Regions from separate parts of the Sus scrofa genome. Here region 1 is linked to region 2. A link is a contact called in public Hi-C data. All regions are on one chromosome and are shown on one strand. The core of a region is the stretch at or near the end of the contact, and the rest is flanking DNA. Distances in the headings are between cores, read along the strand shown.

Region 1 (4,153 bases), core at 78-2,577, 360 kb before region 2:
ATCAGCAGCACAAAATTGATCCAAACAACATAAGTAGATAAAGGATTAACAGATAATATTTTACCATGGAGACCGACATTTTATTTGAAATGCATCTCTTTGGGAAAAGAAGGTCTTGTGTTTTTTCTAGTTAGTCTCCTTTCTTATAGGTGATAATTATTTATTGCTAGAATAAGTCCAGGTCAATAGATTACAGTGATAATCTAGGTAAATTTGATATGTAGGAAGTACACAGCAGTAGCTCCTAAAATATATGTATATATATATTATGTGAAATACAAAATATGACATATGACTTCTGTACATAATTTATTTGAAGTTTTGTGACTTTCAGAGACAGTGCACTTTTTGCATGGGGGTGGATATGTACAAGAGTCTTAGATACCATTTGGGACCATATATTGGTAATTGGGGCTCTTTTATAGTAATATACAGTTGACTGCCATATAAGCCTAAACTTATACAATGGATAAGATAGAAACATGGCTTTTATTATAATAAGAGGACTGCTAGCTTTGTGAAGGATTTTCAATGATTCCATTTACAAAATGCTTTCTCTGCTGTGGTCATATCTATTCCATGAAATGACACATACCATCCTAAGGATGCACTTTGGCCCTCCTGTTGTCCTGTCCCAGTGTGATGGATAGGACCGTCTCCAGTAGGATAATTGGGGTCACACTATAAACTTGGACTTGTCTTTGCACCATGTGATTCTCAGAAGTGGTGGAATTTGGGCACAGGTCCCAGCAGCCGTCACACGCACCTCTGGGCAGTGTTAATTTCACTGCTGGTCTTGGCTGGGAATGAGTTACAGGGAGGCCAGTAGGTACCAAGGATGCAACCCTTTCTATTCCAGCACTTAAGGATGAAAAAGGCTTCCTGCCAGACAGGAATCCTCTGCCATGGAGATGGTCACGTGGAAAACCTTGTTTGTCCTTAACCTTCCACCCTTGGCCCAGATTGGCCTAGGGATTTTACAGATTATCTGCTCCTTCCCCCAGGGTGAAATTAGTTTGCTTTTGTCTTGGCCAGAATCCTCTTTGGAAGGAGCTTTCAACTCACGTTGTCAGGGAAAGATATAACTTTATTTCTAGAGAATATTCCAGATAACTACACTGGTTCTTCTAAACAAGCTGAGGGTTTTTTGTTTGGTTTTTGTTTTTGTTTTTAAAGAGACTTGGGGTGAAAAGTAGTTCAGAGAGTAAAGAAGACATTATTAATTTCCTTGGCTAGATCTGGGTATTATTGCTTCTCCATGAGCGGTTTGAAATTTATGTAAAAGTACCTTGGCCCACAGAGGATCAGCAGTCTGGCCAGGTGCAAACTCGAGTCCTCATGGGGGGCATTTTTGTGGGAAGGCAGCAAGGCTTCTGGGGCAGATACTCTGGGGTCCAGGGAGGCCTTGAAAGTGCTGATTTCAAGCAGGTAATCTTGGGGGCTCCATCATAGTCATGTCCTCAACATTTAAGATCAATGTCTATTGCAGACAGATTCAAAAAGCTCTTTCCCCGGAATAACACAAAAATAAGAGCAAAGGGGATTTAACAATGTCCAGTGAATAGCTTTCTTGGGTTACTGTCCCAAGAAGCAGAGAGTCCACATCCTAAGGTGACCGTCTTTGAAAAAAGAGATTCTTGAAAATTGAAAAAAAAAATTTTTTTATTGCTCATTGTTTTCACCATAATTTTCAGGGTTTTCTTCTCTCTTTTTCTCATTTTTTTTTTTTTTACTTTCCTTTTAGTTAGTAGTAAGACTAGTCCTATCTAGACTAGCGAGGTGCATTAAAATCAGTAACACAAAGACCCCTGCGGGCCTTGCAGAGGAACTATGAATCCATGTAAGGCTCAAGCACTGCCCTCAACCTGATCTATTGTATCTTACAAACTTTTTCCAATTATCTATAGCAATACAAAAATTAATAAAATGATATTTTAAACATTTAAAAATTCAGTTATAAATGAGGGAGGGGGATAACTTAGGAGTTTGGGATTACCATGTATACCCTAGCAAATATAAAAGAGGTAACCAACAGGGACCTACCGTATAGCACAGGGAACTCTACTCGGTATCCTGTAATAACCTATCATAGAAAAGAATCTGAATCTGAAAAAGTTATACATACATATATATATATATAAATATAACTGAATCACTTTGCTATACACTTGAAACTAACACAATATTGTAAATTAACTATACTTCAGTAATGTTTTTTAAAATTGAGTGGTACTTGTAGATCCCTGTCCAGTTACTAAGGTTAAAATTCTGCCTTGCCATTTATGATAAAACAAGACATCACTTCACATACGACTCTCTTCTGGGGCGTGGCGAGGGGAGAAAGCCCTTGTGGCCCCAAGTGCTTTGTCCAGGCCGACTTAGAGCAGGTGGACACCTGCTTCCAGGTGAATGGTCTGGCCCAGAGCCAGGGATCATCACTATGCTTTCCAGACCTGTTTTCCTTCCTGGACCTATGCCAAAGGCTTAAACATGTCTGTCTGTCTGTTTTAAGGACATGGAGATACAGGTCTTCTGCTCAGGCTGGTGTAAGGCTTACCATCATTTCCCACGGGGCGGCTGTCTGTGCAGCGGAGACCAAGGTCTCTGTCCAGCCGTTAACGGAGGAAGTTGTTGGGAGGAAGGGCTCAGAGCCAGGAGGCAGAACTACACAGCATTCCTAATTTAGTTGCCATTTATCACTAAGAGAGAGAGGCCCTGGTTCCCAAACTGTGTGCCAGGGCACCCTGGAGCAGTGGAAGAAATTTATGGAGTATTGTGGGATTATTTTCATTTTTAAGGGAAACACAGCGGACACTGTGCAAAGGACTACTGTTCCGTTGTCTAGATTGTAATCAACAGATTGGTGAGGTATTTCTTTTGGCCTAGGGGCACCAAGGGAAAAAAGCAGTAAGGGAACAATGTAGGTCCTTTAGAGCCAGGGGTTTGAGGTGTGTGAGGATAGAGGGGGAGCAGGAACGGGAGAAAGAAGAGAAGAAAGTGTGGATTTGGACATCTGGGGCTTGGGTGCGAATGACTAACTTACTTACGAGGCTTCCTGGGTGGTTGGGAGGCCCTAATCTCCACGGTGCTGGCTCACAACCAGAGATTACTTCTTCCATTTCCTCCCACGTGGGAGCCTGGCCCTCCGGCCCCTGGGTGGGCACAGGGCCCTGCACCCCCAGACCAGGTGTTTTACATCTTTCTTCTCCCCCCAGGATTCCTTCATCCCCGAAACATTTCTTGGCTACAGCTGCATGAGGAGATGGCAGTGAGAAGAACAGATTAAAACAAAAACAAAGAAAACCCTATGTCTTGAAGCTTACATTTTTCTGGAAAAATGTCTAATAAGATATTCTGGGTGCTTACTATGAGCCAGGCATTGTACTAAAAGCTTTTTGTCAATTAGCTCATTTAATCCTGACAACACTCCTTCTGGAAGCATAATCCCTGCTGCCATTTACATGCGTCTGGTGTCATGGTGATGCTCCAACCACCTCGCTGCTCCTAGTTTTCGATGGAATCCTGGGCACCCAGGTGCCTGCTGAGCAAGGTGGCATCATTTAGAGTGTGATGTGGCCCCATTGGTCTGTCTACCCATTTCACTACAGTGCTCTCCTGTGGTCCTGCGAGCTGCTCTGTATGATCTCACAGCAAACCACACACTTGACTTTGCCTAAAAACAGTTTGTCCTCATCTCCACGTGTGAGATTTACACTTCAGGTGTAACAGAAGCTACATGAGCAAAATGTTCAGCTTTACGATGGCCACGTCCCCTAGGCACATGTTAATGTGCCTTCTAGGACTTCCTATAAATACAACATGGTGTATTTAGGTGGATGTCAACCTGACAGTGCCACCCAAGCCACTTCTGGTCACACTGGAGAGTGGCTTCTTGTGAGTTGTGTTGTCCAGGGAAGGCAAGGGTTATGACTTTGGAGAAGGGAGCTGGACCTGGTGAAATGGTTTTCTCCCATTTGTTGCTGGGCAAACAAGACATCAGAAGAAACTAAGAAATTAAAAATGTTGAGGAGTTCCCTGGTGGCCTAGCAGTTAAGGATCTGGCATTGTCATTCCTGTGTGCAGGTTTGATCTTTGGCCCAGGAACTTCCATGTGCCATGGGCATGGTCAAAACAAAACAAACAAACAAACAAA
Region 2 (4,451 bases), core at 1,239-3,738:
ATAGTCACTGTGAAAATGTGGATTCGATCCCTGGCCTTGTCCAGTGGGTTAAGGATCTGGTGTGGCTGTGGCCGTGGCCTAAGCTGTAGCTCCAATTTGACCCCTAGCCTGAGAGCTTCCATATGCCACAGGTGGAGCCATAAAAATATAGATAGATAGATAGATAGATAGATAAAATAAACACAGGTAAAATCGTGGTCTGACGGGAACTGCTCCGTAAGAGTGAAAATATATTAGGATGGCATCAGAATAAAGATAACAGGGTGACCATGGGGATTTGGTAGTGCTTCCCATAAAACATTGATGTAAATGGGTATTAGTGTCCTGAGCAGAAACACAGTCTCAAATAAATGGTGTAACTATATCAGAGGAATGAAATTTTAACCTTACATCCACCAACTTGAGCATCCGAGTACATTCAAATCATTTATCCTTATGCTTTAATGAAATTAAAGTGTTTTGAAAGCACTAATCAATTAAGATGTTGAAGAGAGTTTACTTTAAAAATAGGACACACACCCTTTCAATGGAATCAGATAAATTGAATTGGATTGACTTTACCTCTTAATAACCGAGGGGGAAGAGAAGGTGCAAGAGTTAATTCTTGAATGTTTCAGAGGAAGATTTCAAAGAAAAATAAGCATTTTTACTAAGATTTAAAGGACTAGAACAAGACGTAGGCATGCAGCTTTCACCTTAAAAATAGCACACATCGGGAGTTCCCGGTGGCCTAGCGATTAAGGATCCAGCGTTGGCACTGCTGTGGCTTGGGTCACTGCTGTGGCTGGGGTTTGATCCCTGGCCCAGGAACTTCCAGCCCTCCCCCCAAACCAATAGCACACCTGAAGCATTATCTTTAATTTTCATAAAACAGACCCCAGCATCTGAAAAGCTGACAATCCAAACTAGGGAGGTGAGGATGTAGCAAACTGTAAAAATACTGATGTTCGGAATATTCTCCAAAAGCTGTGTGTGGACAGAGTCTCCTACTCTTAGTTGTAAAAAATCAGCATGATAGTAGAATTCTACAAGCAAAGGCTAGAAATCAAAAAGGATGTCTCATGAATTTCTCTATCCAAAATGGTGGCTGTGGTTATGGGTTCTTCCTTCATTTGTGGGTCAGGAGGTCTTTTTTTTTTTTTTTTTTGTCTTTTTATGGCCGATCCTGTGGCATATGGGGGTTCCCAGGCTAGGGGTCCAATCAGAGCTATAGTCGCTGGCCTACGCCACAGCCACAGCCACACAGCATCCGAGCTGCATCTGCGACCTACACCTCAGCTCACGGCAACACCAGATCCTTATCCCACCGAGAGAGGCCAGGGAGCGAACCTGCGTCCTCATGGATGCTAGTCATATTTGTTTCCACTGAGCCACAACAGGAACGCCAGGAAATCTTTTAAGAGATAAAAGGGTGTGTTTTCTCAAGTACAAGTAACTCCCCAGAGAGAGTGGCGAGGGATAGCGTTTACCACGTCGACTTGGCTGGATCTTCACTGTGTCTGTGCTCAACAGCCTAGCCCACTGTGATGTCCTGGGGAGCAGGACCAAATTTTCAGACGTTGCCTCGCTACTCCTGCTAACTCGCCTTTCCCTTATTTACAGCTGTGTCTTCACCATCGTCCTTTACAATGAAGACAAACACCCTGAGCACATCGGTGCCTAATTCCTATTACCCAGGTAACAGATTTTTCCGTTGTTTCACCTCTTCATAACCCCTTAGCAGTCAGAATCAACCAGTGCTCGTGTCCAAGATGCTTTAGAAGCTTAATGTGTTTGATGTGTTGTAACCCGATGCTTTTCTATGGCTTTCTACGGGAAAATTGGGGGGGCCTTTCATCAGTCATTTACTGTTCTTTCTCTTTTTACTTTCTCTGCATTGACCTGCTTATGATGTATGACAGACCCATTTGTGCCAACTGCAATTTTAGGTGAGAACATTTCCCTTTATCACAGTTGATTACAGGAGTAATTTAGAGAGTCAGTGGCCACTCTGTAGGAGTCGGGAGTTTTAATTCTGTTGATGCAGGGATTGTAACCAGGACACGGGGGTGGTGGATGGTCTGGAGGGGTGGGGGGGTGGGGATAGGTAATAAAAAGACTTTCTCCAAGCAGTCTCCATTGCTAAGAAGGGCTGGTCGCATGTGTGTTGGGAATGATACCAAAAGGTTCCGATGAACTATCCCGGCTCTGACGCTCTTCCTTTCTAGGTTCAGAATGTAAAATCAGGTTCGATCCCAAGGAAAAATACAGAATGTCAGCTGTGTACTTGCAAGAGCGGAATTCTGTCCAATGCGACAGTCATAAAAGTGAAAATAGCTTCTTATTATTTTCACTTACTTCTAAGCACTAAAAACTTGCCGTTTCGAAAATAGCATTTTTCTAATTATGCCCAGTGGTGTGCAGAAAAAATGATCCCAGTCAAGTTTTAGCCTCCCTCCCCCTCCTCGGAGCCACGCAGGGCACGCCCAGCGCTCCAAAGTGTCTGTCACCCAGTGGAATTTCAAAGGAGCCGATGTTCTCAACAGCAAAATGACAAGGTGACACTTTATAATCACATGGTTTATTATGTGTCACATGTCACTGGAAGTGACATAATATGTTAGCCCAGTGGGGCAGAATGCAGTGACAGTAGGAAATAGTCCCAGCGGGGGCGGGGGGGGGGAGGCGCTGGGTCCAGATATAAGAAGGGTGAGGAGAAAGGTTGTTGCCTGGCCGTGGCGGAGCCAAACCAGCATGAGCTGCTCTTGCCTTTGAGACGCCCCGTTAACTCATCCTGGCTGTGTTCTCCTTCTAACCTCGCCAAAATCGGCGAAGCACCAATGACGTCGGGCTGTGTCAGGACCCAGCCCAGCCCAGGCTGCATCCTGAGTCCTGCAACTCCTGTTTCCCAGTTCTCTTTACAAGGATTTATATCTCTGCAACATAATTTTCCCCCTGTGCTTCTCTTTTCTCTAAGTTGTTACGATTTTCGTTATTGAGGGTGATTTTTTTTTCTCTTTTATGGTGTTTTCTGGGCTTAATTAAGCAATTTTCTTGCCGGAGACAAAAAAAAAAAAAAAAAAAAAATGAACGAAGACAGAAGTTGAAGAATGAACCTAAACCCGAATTTTTGAATTTGTGTCATTTTGAAGACTAATAAACAAACCCCACTAAAGCTACCACCTTTTAATACCAACTGTAAAGGAACGAAAGCTGTTTTTTTATCTTTTTCCTAAGTGAGGGGCACAGGCTAATCTCAGGCACCCGAACAATGCAATCTACATACAGATGACATTTGCAGACTCTCTTGAAAGGCGAAGATTTGTGATTTCTTTGTGTGCCTGGCACTCATTCCGTAATTCCTCTAGTGGATGTTCTGACCTTGGGGGAGCTGTGAGTGGGGAGGGCTGAGATGTGCATTGTCAGAGGGAAGAAAATGTTCAGATTTCACAGCAGGATTTAGATAAGCTTATTAAACAAATACCATCTTTTAAAGTCAAGGCTTTGTTCTTAGGAACACTAATGACATCTTTTAAAGTTGGTTAGGCTTCTTTACAGAGAGAGCATCATTGAACAGACAATTCACATAGCAAAAATGATGCGCATTGTGAAAAATAAGTCAGCCAGATCAACAAATAACCAGGACCGTGTTGAGTGGGTACCAACATACCCACGTGACCAGTGGCGGTGCTCGGGAACTATGCCTTCCATGTTACTTGGTGCAAAGGTGAATCTACATGTCATATAGGTTATCACTTGAAACAAGGCAAAGAAGATAAGCTACACATCTGCTCTGGCATTTTTTGGAAATAGTGATTTTATAATTTATACCAAGGCAAAAAGACATGTTTGGGGAGTTCCCTTCATAGCTCAGAAGTTAACAAACCTGACTAGGATCCATGAGGACGTGGGTTTGATCCCTGGCTCAGTGTGTTAAGGATCTAGTGTTGCCACGAACTGTAGTGTAGGTTGCAGACGAGGCTTGGATCCTGCATGGCTGTGTAGGCTGGCAGCTGTAGCTCCGATTCTAACCCTAGCCTGGGAACTTCCAGATGCCACAGGTGTGGCCCCTATAAAAAGAAAAAAAAAAAAAAGACATGTTTTGTTGTGACTCAGAGCTTGGCACAATTTAATCCTCTGGAGCCTCTTATTCTCACGTGCCAAGGTGCCCAGGCCTAATTATAAAGCTTCTTCAGTGTGCCTTTATATCATTTTCTTTCCAAAAAAAATTAGATAATTAGATGGATAGTTGGATAGCTAGGCAGGACCTGCTTAACATCAAAAACAGCATTCACTTCAAGATTTTTCAACTGGTTTGTTGAAAATTCAGGATAATCTATTAAAGAATGTAGGTGGAATGAATTCTCAGTTCTTAGAAAACCATAGGACTGTTAGTGAGAGGCTTTATTACTGATTTCTTCTTAGGCATAATTTTTAATTTAAAAATTGTCGGTGGGTAATTTTTAACAAAT

The links. A called contact is a pair of places that touch in the nucleus more often than the background predicts.
Region 1: a contact with region 2 is called in a Hi-C map of fetal heart ventricle, with 2.9 times the contacts expected there. The contact joins two enhancer-like sites. A contact is called at or near these places in 2 of 47 Hi-C or Micro-C datasets (fetal heart ventricle and heart right ventricle).

The regions. Positions count from the first base shown.
Region 1 is chr6:99,853,230-99,857,382 of Sscrofa11.1, reverse strand. The region is part of intron 2 of PTPRM (receptor-type tyrosine-protein phosphatase mu); the gene reads left to right. Among named protein-coding and RNA genes, the nearest start is that of PTPRM, 240 kb to the left of the region's middle. Within about 2 kb of position 1,327, at least 2 of the 83 cell types and tissues checked have an H3K27ac peak or open chromatin away from gene starts, as enhancers often do.
Region 2 is chr6:99,497,983-99,502,433 of Sscrofa11.1, reverse strand. It overlaps PTPRM (receptor-type tyrosine-protein phosphatase mu), which reads left to right. Exons shown (of 36, transcript XM_021097712.1): 18 at 1,603-1,677; 19 at 1,902-1,928. Among named protein-coding and RNA genes, the nearest start is that of RAB12, 260 kb to the right of the region's middle. Within about 2 kb of position 2,488, at least 4 of the 83 cell types and tissues checked have an H3K27ac peak or open chromatin away from gene starts, as enhancers often do.